Regions from separate parts of the Zea mays genome. Here region 2 is linked to region 1. A link is a contact called in public Hi-C data. All regions are on one chromosome and are shown on one strand. The core of a region is the stretch at or near the end of the contact, and the rest is flanking DNA. Distances in the headings are between cores, read along the strand shown. Region 1 holds the start of LOC100384464. Region 2 holds the start of LOC100501518.

Region 1 (4,012 bases), core at 901-3,400:
CTGCGGTTTTTGTGCTTCATCTCCAAATCTCTCTTGCTCTTCTTGATTCGAGCTTTGGTACTACATCGAGTTCTTTGTGGATTCATTACTCTTGGAGCTTCTAGCTCCTAGACGACTAGGTGTCTCTTGTGAGTCTCCAAATCTTGTGGAAGACCACAAGAAAGTTTGTATTACCCGCTCGTTTGAGCAAAGATTATTGTGTGGGCTTGACCTTTGTGGTCGGCAAAGGGAGGATTAGGGTTGAAAGAGACCCGACTCTTTGTGGGCGCCTCAACGAGGAAGTAGGGCACCTTAGTGGTGTGACCGAACCTCGGGATAAATCTTGTGTCTCTTGTGTTCTTGCTCATTGTGTGTTTGTGTTCTTCGTTCTCTCACCATTGCGTGGAAGATTTGTTTATATCTTTTTGGTGTGTGGATTTTGAGAAGTGCCCTTCTCAGATCTACTACTTTGAACCCTGTGGATCATTTAGAACATCTCATTTCCAAAGTTAACTGGGTGAATTTTGAGATCAATTCAGTTTTACCCAGTTTGCTTCTAGTTTTTGTTGAAAAAGTTTTAACTTGCCTATTCACCCCCCCTCTAGGCAACTTTCAAAAAGAGAGGTCTACGGCTGATTTGTAATCATCAATCGAATCAATACAACTTCTATTCGCATTTATTTCCAGTACAATTAGGAGTAGTTCTAGTCTAGTTCTAGTTTAGCCTCTCGATCCCCAAATTCTTCGCCTCTCTTCGACTCTATGCCGATTAGAGGAGTCTAGGTCGGCCGACCCGAGCCTAGACAACACCTAGGATCTCTTCTCCCCGACGGGGTCCCTCCCGGGAGCGAGATCCAGGCGCCGCCGGCGATCTTCCGCTGCCCCTGCGCACGCGCGGACCGTCCGGCCCCAGGGCGCGGACCGTCCGGCCGTCAGGCAGGAAACCCTAGCCCCTGCGCCAGGTCGCGGACTATCCGGCCCCAGGCCGCGGACCGTTCGCGCCTGACTAGAGACCACCGCCGTCGGTTCTTCTTGAGTATTTGGCGCTCCGAAAAGGCGTCAACAGACTGGAAGCTCCAACTTCCCCAGCCTGTAGAAAGCACCATGTGCCTCTCTACAGAAGCCACCGCGTGATGACCAGCTTCATCCGGCAGGGTTGGTAGTGGGTACAGTAGCAAGCTAGCCTAGTCTAATATAAGAACAAATTTATATTGTCCATCCCATATTGTCTTGAATGGGATTTTCTTTTTTGAAACCAGTGAAATTTCAGCTCTTGCTGTCGTGCAAATTTGTACCCATTGGCCATGGTTGAACTTCCAATAGCTGTTGCTGATCTGGGCCCAGCATTGTTGTTTCTTGGGAGTGCATTAGGTCATTCTTAGTGATAGTTTTATCACACCATTTTCAATGTTATCAGTCAATAAGAGTAAGATGAAAAATAGAATAAAATATGTTTTCTCAGTAAAGAGTTTCATAAAATAATTTTATAGACTAACGTGTGATTAAAATTTAAATGTTACATCTAAACAGTCAATAGATTTAGATGAAAAATATGCAGATGAAATAAGTTAGTCTTAATGGTAGTTTCAAACGCTTTTTAATACCTTGGAAATGAGTTGATATAGTTTTATATTGATGAAACTAGTTTCACCTATTTCATAATAAATATAGTGTACTAATTCATTTATGAAATTTATAATGAAACTTCTATTAAGACGGACTCCAGCAAATTACCTAAAATTTACCCTTATAAACTGTTTTGTACGGTAGAGTGCACTGCTTGTAAAATAGGGTTTGAATATAAGTATAGGGATTGGTAAGCTGATAGAAATAGTCTAAGAGTGATCTTAGAGTATACATGCTTTGTTTTGACAGGGAATATTATCTCGTTATCTTGGGCGGCACCGGGCCCGGACCCGGTAGGGTCTAGTCCAGCTAAAAGCCCACTTGCATTAATGAACAACGTCAATTTCCCCCTTTTCCCCTATGAAAAAGAGTAGAAAAGAAATCAAAATGGATGCAGGGAGACAGCTAGTGTGAATGCGGCAGGCCCCGTTCTCTGAGACCGAGCTGTGTGAATGGGCAGAAAAGTAATGGCAGGCAGAGGCAGGCAGAGGCGAGAAGCAAGAAGAAAAACGAGGGGAGCAAGGAAATCGAGGCAAGAAAGCAAGGGCAGAGGCGCAGAGCCTGCAATCTGCTGTCCCCCGTCGCCGCCGCTGCCTCGCCGTTGCAATCGAGGCAAGAAAGTTAGGGAGTGCTGGCGTTGGGCAAGTCGCTCTGGGCCTCTGGGGAGACGGGGGCTGGAGGGGCGGCGAGATGATGGAGGCCGGCGGCGCGGGAGCGGGGGGAAGGGACGAGAGGGTGCCGCAGTGGGGCGTGCAGGAGACACGGGAGCTGATCGTGGCGCGCAGGGAGATGGAGCGGGAGGCCGTCGCGGCGCGCCGCAGCGCCAAGACGATGTGGGAGGCCGTCGCGGCGCGGCTCCGGGAGCGAGGCTACCGACGAACCGCCGAGCAGTGCAAGTGCAAGTGGAAGAACCTCGTCAACCGCTACAAGGCATTCATCCCTCGTCCGGCAGATAACTTTCTACCCTAGTCTCGTAACGCTAGATTGGCCGGTCTGTTCTGGACCACCAGACAACGATGTTCTGCTGTATTGTTCTTGTGTTGATGGCAAAATGATATGCATTGCTGGTTCGTGACTTCGTCTTTAGGCTCAGCGTCCCCAAATTGGTCTTCTATCTTGATAGGTCCACTTTGAGTTGTTTAGGAGTGTGTCCACAACTCCCCTTGTTCACCTTCGCTGCATTATTTGCGCAACCATTTCCATCAGTGAAGGGCATTCAGAAATCTTAGTCTTTATATGTTCATGATAAGTAGAGAAAAGAAAACTGATTTTGCAGAATTTATCCTTGCATTGTGCCACACATGTTGGAACGTAATGCTTTCAATTGCACATTTTGAAGTAGGTGGATAGTAAATTAGTAATGCTAAGATCTATGGATAGTACATACCGCCTCCATTCCAAATGATAATACATTTTGACTTTTCTAAATACATAGCTTTTGTTATGCACTTATTATGTAATTAGGTATACACCGTGTCTAGATACATAGTAAAAGCAAAGTATGTAGAAAAACTAAAATATCTTATAATTTGGAACGGGAGAGTACTGATTAATTTACAGCACATTAGGGTTTTTAAAAACTTTCTTAGTCCAATTGTTGTTTCTGTTTTCAAGTTTTCTTCACAAATTTCACATAGAAGCAATGCTTGCTTTTGTTACTATATTTTGTATGTTTTGGCATTTAAAAAGGTGTATTCCACTTTGTTTTGTTCTGAAATGAAAACATGGCACAAATATTTCTAAGAAACTAGGATAACTTATCTAGTACAGTGAATTATTGCTAGTGATAGAAAGGGGAATCCACCTACCATTATCTTTGTTGATTGTGAGTCTATGATGCATGAAAAGTCAATGTGGAATCTCAAGGGTTTGAGGGGAATTGAGTGGCAAATTGTCCAGAATTGGTGGTTCAGTTAAAGTTAGATTTTCACTTTTTGAGAGCGTGGATTCATTGTGAACCCTAAAGGAGGCTTTCTTCACATTGGTTAGTTTGTCTGAGAAATTGCACTTGAACTGTCTCAGAGTGCGACATCTGTCCTGCACCGGCAAAAAGAGGGAGTGGTGGTAAAATTATGATACTACCTGTTAGGTGTGTGCGAGAGAGAGCATGGATGCGTTGATTAGGTTTATTGAGAGAAAAATGTGCAAAAGCTGTACATTATTGCCGACGTTCCTGCTGACCACAATAGTCATGTAATATTGGTCTTCTGCTGCAATAGTTATAAAAGACTTCGTATTTTGTCCCAATCTCAATGATAACGTCAGGAAATAGATCAATTATATTTTTTTCATCAGGAGCTAATGAAAAATTGGAAGTTCCATGTTAGGTTCAGATTAACTCTGCTGTTGGGTTGGTTGGGTGGTGGGTCCAATTTCAAGCTTTGCATTATAATGTATTCTTCTTTTA
Region 2 (4,012 bases), core at 827-3,326, 310 kb before region 1:
GAAGGTGAAACCGTGAAAGCACTCCTGCTCCGACTCCGATGATGGCAGAGATAGAGATATAGAGAGAGTGAAGCAGGCTGCGGTCAACTATGGGTGCAGTGCAGTGCAGGCAGAGCCCAGCCTGGAAAGCAACCCCCCTCACCTTTGACCACTGCGTCCCGTCCCATCCTCTCCAGTGGGCCCCGCTTGGGGGCAGGATAGCTAGAAAAAAATAATGACACAACCCGTAGACAGGCTAGGCTGGTGCGCCCCACTAGGCTTGACGCCTTGACCTCTGCACAGAAGGCAGGTCCCGTCCATTTATTGCGCTTTGTTTAAGCGGGACGATGAGCTGTCCCGCCCGCGGACAAGTGCGCCGCATTTATTAAAAAATAAACTCGGGGGTCAATGGTCCGTCCGTCCGTCGTCGAAACTGCTTTCCTAACCACGCCCGAGGATACGATTTCTACTACTACTCGTTTATTACTGCCACAGCCGCGACAGATCTGGATGGTCAGCAGACACGATCCCCGTCTGATTTCGAGCGCTACTACTATTTTCCTGAGCCAGAAAAAAAAAAGAACCACAGAAACGGATCCAGCACCGATCGGGGGGTTACGAGAGAACCAAGTCGTTTCGTCGAAGGTGTCCTCTCCCTCTTCTTTCTACAACAACCTTGTTCGTTTGTTTTTTTTTTTACACGGGCGTCAGATCGAGCGGTGGGGATCAGCTCAAAATGAAGAACGAAGAAGCTAATCCTAGGCTCTAGACTAGACAAGCCCGTTGTTGCCGGCGGAGACGGCGGCGGCGGCGGAGGCGGGCACCGGCGACGCGGCCGCCAGGGGGCTGGGCGCGGGCGCGGGCGCGCCCGGCGTGTGGCGGTGCTCGCCCTCGTACGTCACCACCAGCATGGCCGGGTCGTCGGTGGCGCGCTCCACGTGCTTCCTCGCCGGGCACCCGCGCACGGTGCTGCACTTGTAGTAGCCCCTGGATTGGAAACCAGATGGCGGCGAGAGAAGAGTCAGATTCGTCGGCGCGGATAGTCGGAGACGACGGTAAAGAAGAGCCGAGCGCCGAGCGGGCGAGCGATGCCGACAGGTCCGTAGGAGGAGATTGGATTTTACAGACGACTTACCGTGGGTAGGGGGAGCCCTTGATGGGCTTCTGGCCGTACTTCCTCCACGAGTACTCGTCCGGCGGGATGTCCGCGATCTTGGCGCTGATCGCCGGCACTCTGATGGTCCTCTTCACGCGGTTTTTCCTGTCAATCGAAAACAATTAAGGCAGCGGCCAGGGTTAGAAGATGACAAGTGGTGTCTTCCTTTTGTTGGTGTTGTTGTTGTTTGTGAGCAAGCCTTTAATTAGCTTGGAGACATCGGCGTTATTTTACCTTCTCTTGGAGCAGTGGCAGCGGCTGCCGTTGGTGGTGGCCTCGGAGTGCGCGCCGGCGCAGGGCTTCCGCTTGTGGCCGGACAGCGGCGGCTTGCCGGAGGACACCAGGCTGCGGCCCTTGGACACGCTGCCCTCGCCGGCCGTGACCGAGGAGAAGAAGGACGTGGAGGTGACGGACGTGGCGCCGCCCGACACGGCCAGGTTCGGCTTCGTGAAGTCCAGGGTCAGGCTCTGGGGCTGCGCCGCGCCGACGGGAGCCACCACGTGCGCCACGGGGAGAGCGGGAGCGGAGACGGCCGGAGGAGGCACCGGTGGCGGCGCCTCGACCACGGGCCCGCGCCGGAAGCGGGCGTGGCCGGTGCGGTCCAGGATGGAGATGACCTTGCGGAACCTGGAGACGGCCTGGTCGGCGATCTCGCCGATCGGCGGCTGCGAAGGCGGCTTCTGCAGCTGGTGAGCCGCGGCCCTGTGCGGCGCGGCGGCCTGCGTGGACAGCGACGACACGAGGAGCTCCAGGCTGCGGAGCCCCGCCGCCGCCGCCTCCTGGATGGCGAGCTGGTCGTTGGCGCGGCGCGGGGCGTAGCACCCCATCAGGTCCACGGCCATGGGAGCCAGCCGGTGCTTTGCTTTGCTTTGCTTTGATTTGCTTCGCCGCGGCGCAGATCTTGGCTTGCTCTGCGTGGGGACTTTCTTTGATTGAGGAGAATTGGGTCGGGAAGGGAGGAGGTGGAGGTCGGAAGGGATGCCGCGGACCGGCTTTATAGGTGGAAATGGTGGGGAGAGCTGAGCAGGGGAGGGGGGAGGAAGATGCGAGTCAATGGGTGCTGCTGCTTTTTTCTGGAGCAGCCCGTTGGATTCCTACAAATATCGATGTGGTCACGCCTTCGCCACTTTGGCCAGTTCTGGCGTCTCTCTCTCTTTATTATTGATTTTTTTAGGTCCACTTTTAGATCTCGGGTAGTGGTACTAAAAAAAGGTTGATAAACAAACATAACAAGCATTCGTAAGCTAACAAAAATCATATGTGTTGTGTTGGTCCGTGGTGGAGTATATTAACACCCTGGCCTCTCCAGATCTCTTGAATCGCTTCCCCAATAATTGAGACAAAGATGGGGTGTTCTGTGTAAAATGCTCAAATACGTCGTATGTGTGTGAATGATGGTGACGTCTTGGCCATCCATGAGATAGGTAGTGGACTTTGGAGATAAGAAGAAAAATTCAGTTTTCTAAGCCTTTATTTCCAGCATCGCACCCATATGTGTCTTTGCTTCGAAGTCAACTACGGGGGAGGGCAATAATGATGCGCACAAGTATTTTAGACGATAAATTAAACTAGGGAGTAAAATAGTAGTAATGGGCATGATTAAAAAAAAGGCGCACCATTTCTCGCTTTAGCGGTGTCCCTTGGAGATGTTGTTATCTACTCCTATCTCCTTATTTTTTGTTTTTTCTAATGGTCTGGGCCGGGTAGAGGAATTTGCACGCCTGCTTTGAGAACTTTCGCGCGTCTCCGGATCCTTTATGCATCTTTTTTTTTATATCGCGTTGACGAAGTGTGCTAGAGAGCTGGCATATCTTCTCGCGTGATCGGGAGGAGTTGAACCATCTCCGACACTTATGGGCCGCTTAACCTATCGCGAGCAGTGGACGGACGAGTCTTTCTTTCCCCTCTCCCTTTTCATATTTAAATATATACAAAAAAAAGCTGACGGGCGATCTGCGCGCTTGATTCTGAATAATACAATTTGGTTTGACAACTACGCTAGGCAAAGCGTTTACACGTCCGAACCGTCAATTATAACATGTAAGAGCATCTCCAACAATGCCTCAAACTAGTGCCTCAAATTGAAATATAGGGCTCTACACAAGAAAAACTACTCCAACAGTGCCTCAATTCAATAAATTTTGTCAAAAAACTATAGGGCACCTTCTCAAGTGCCTCAAATATACTACACCGTAGTGGGCTGCCCTATAATCTAGATTTAGGGCTTTACTGTTGGAGCGAAGTGTTTTGTTGGTGTCCTAAATTCTATAAAATTTACTTATTTTTAAATTATAAGATATTTTTATAGGTCACGTTGTTGGAGATGCTCTAAGCCTAGCCAAGTGGCTCCGCAAAATCCACGGTTCGGGGCGAATTTGCATATCTTCCCTCCCGTGCCTTTTTTTTTTCTCAACAGACTTGGCAAGTTGCATATATTTGGAAAAACGATCACGCCAGGTATGTGTCCCTCCTGCCGTTGTAACAGACAGACGAGACGAGGCCACCGATCCCTTAAACTATCACGCCATGTTGCAGAGTAGCCAAAGTGGTTGTAGTTGCAGTGGCCTCTGGCAGTCTGACGACGATGGTTTTAGTTCAGACTCGGAGATGAGCTGAACAAATCCTGCACCGATTCGGAGGAGTAGGTCAATCGGGGGGATTAAAAATAAAAATATTATATTCGTCGCACAAACTTTGAGCTCTTTCACACGGGGACCTGATTTTAAGCAGGAACTGAAGCGAGTATACTGTACGTTGGCGTGGATCCTGGTTCTTCTGATTTCCCCCCGATACATATATCCGCGTCTTTTCTTTATTTTGAAACAGAGGAAGGGTGAACGGACGATCGAATTCCGAGGACGTCAACTTCACCTCCTT

What was found. Hi-C and Micro-C count contacts between places; a contact is called where the count stands out from the background.
Region 2: a Hi-C map of leaf shows a contact between it and region 1, with 4 times the contacts expected there. The contact joins the promoter of LOC100501518 here to the promoter of LOC100384464 in region 1. A contact is called at or near these places in 4 of 25 Hi-C or Micro-C datasets (ear, leaf, root tip and 1 more).

Annotation. Positions count from the first base shown.
Region 1 is chr10:143,201,129-143,205,140 of Zm-B73-REFERENCE-NAM-5.0, reverse strand. LOC100384464 reads left to right here and starts at 2,150. Exons shown (of 2, transcript NM_001176996.1): 1 at 2,150-2,535. The coding sequence starts at 2,296.
Region 2 is chr10:143,506,919-143,510,930 of Zm-B73-REFERENCE-NAM-5.0, reverse strand. LOC100501518 reads right to left here and starts at 2,076. Exons shown (of 3, transcript NM_001357710.1): 1 at 1,370-2,076; 2 at 1,115-1,240; 3 at 611-966. The coding sequence starts at 1,977. The coding sequence ends at 750.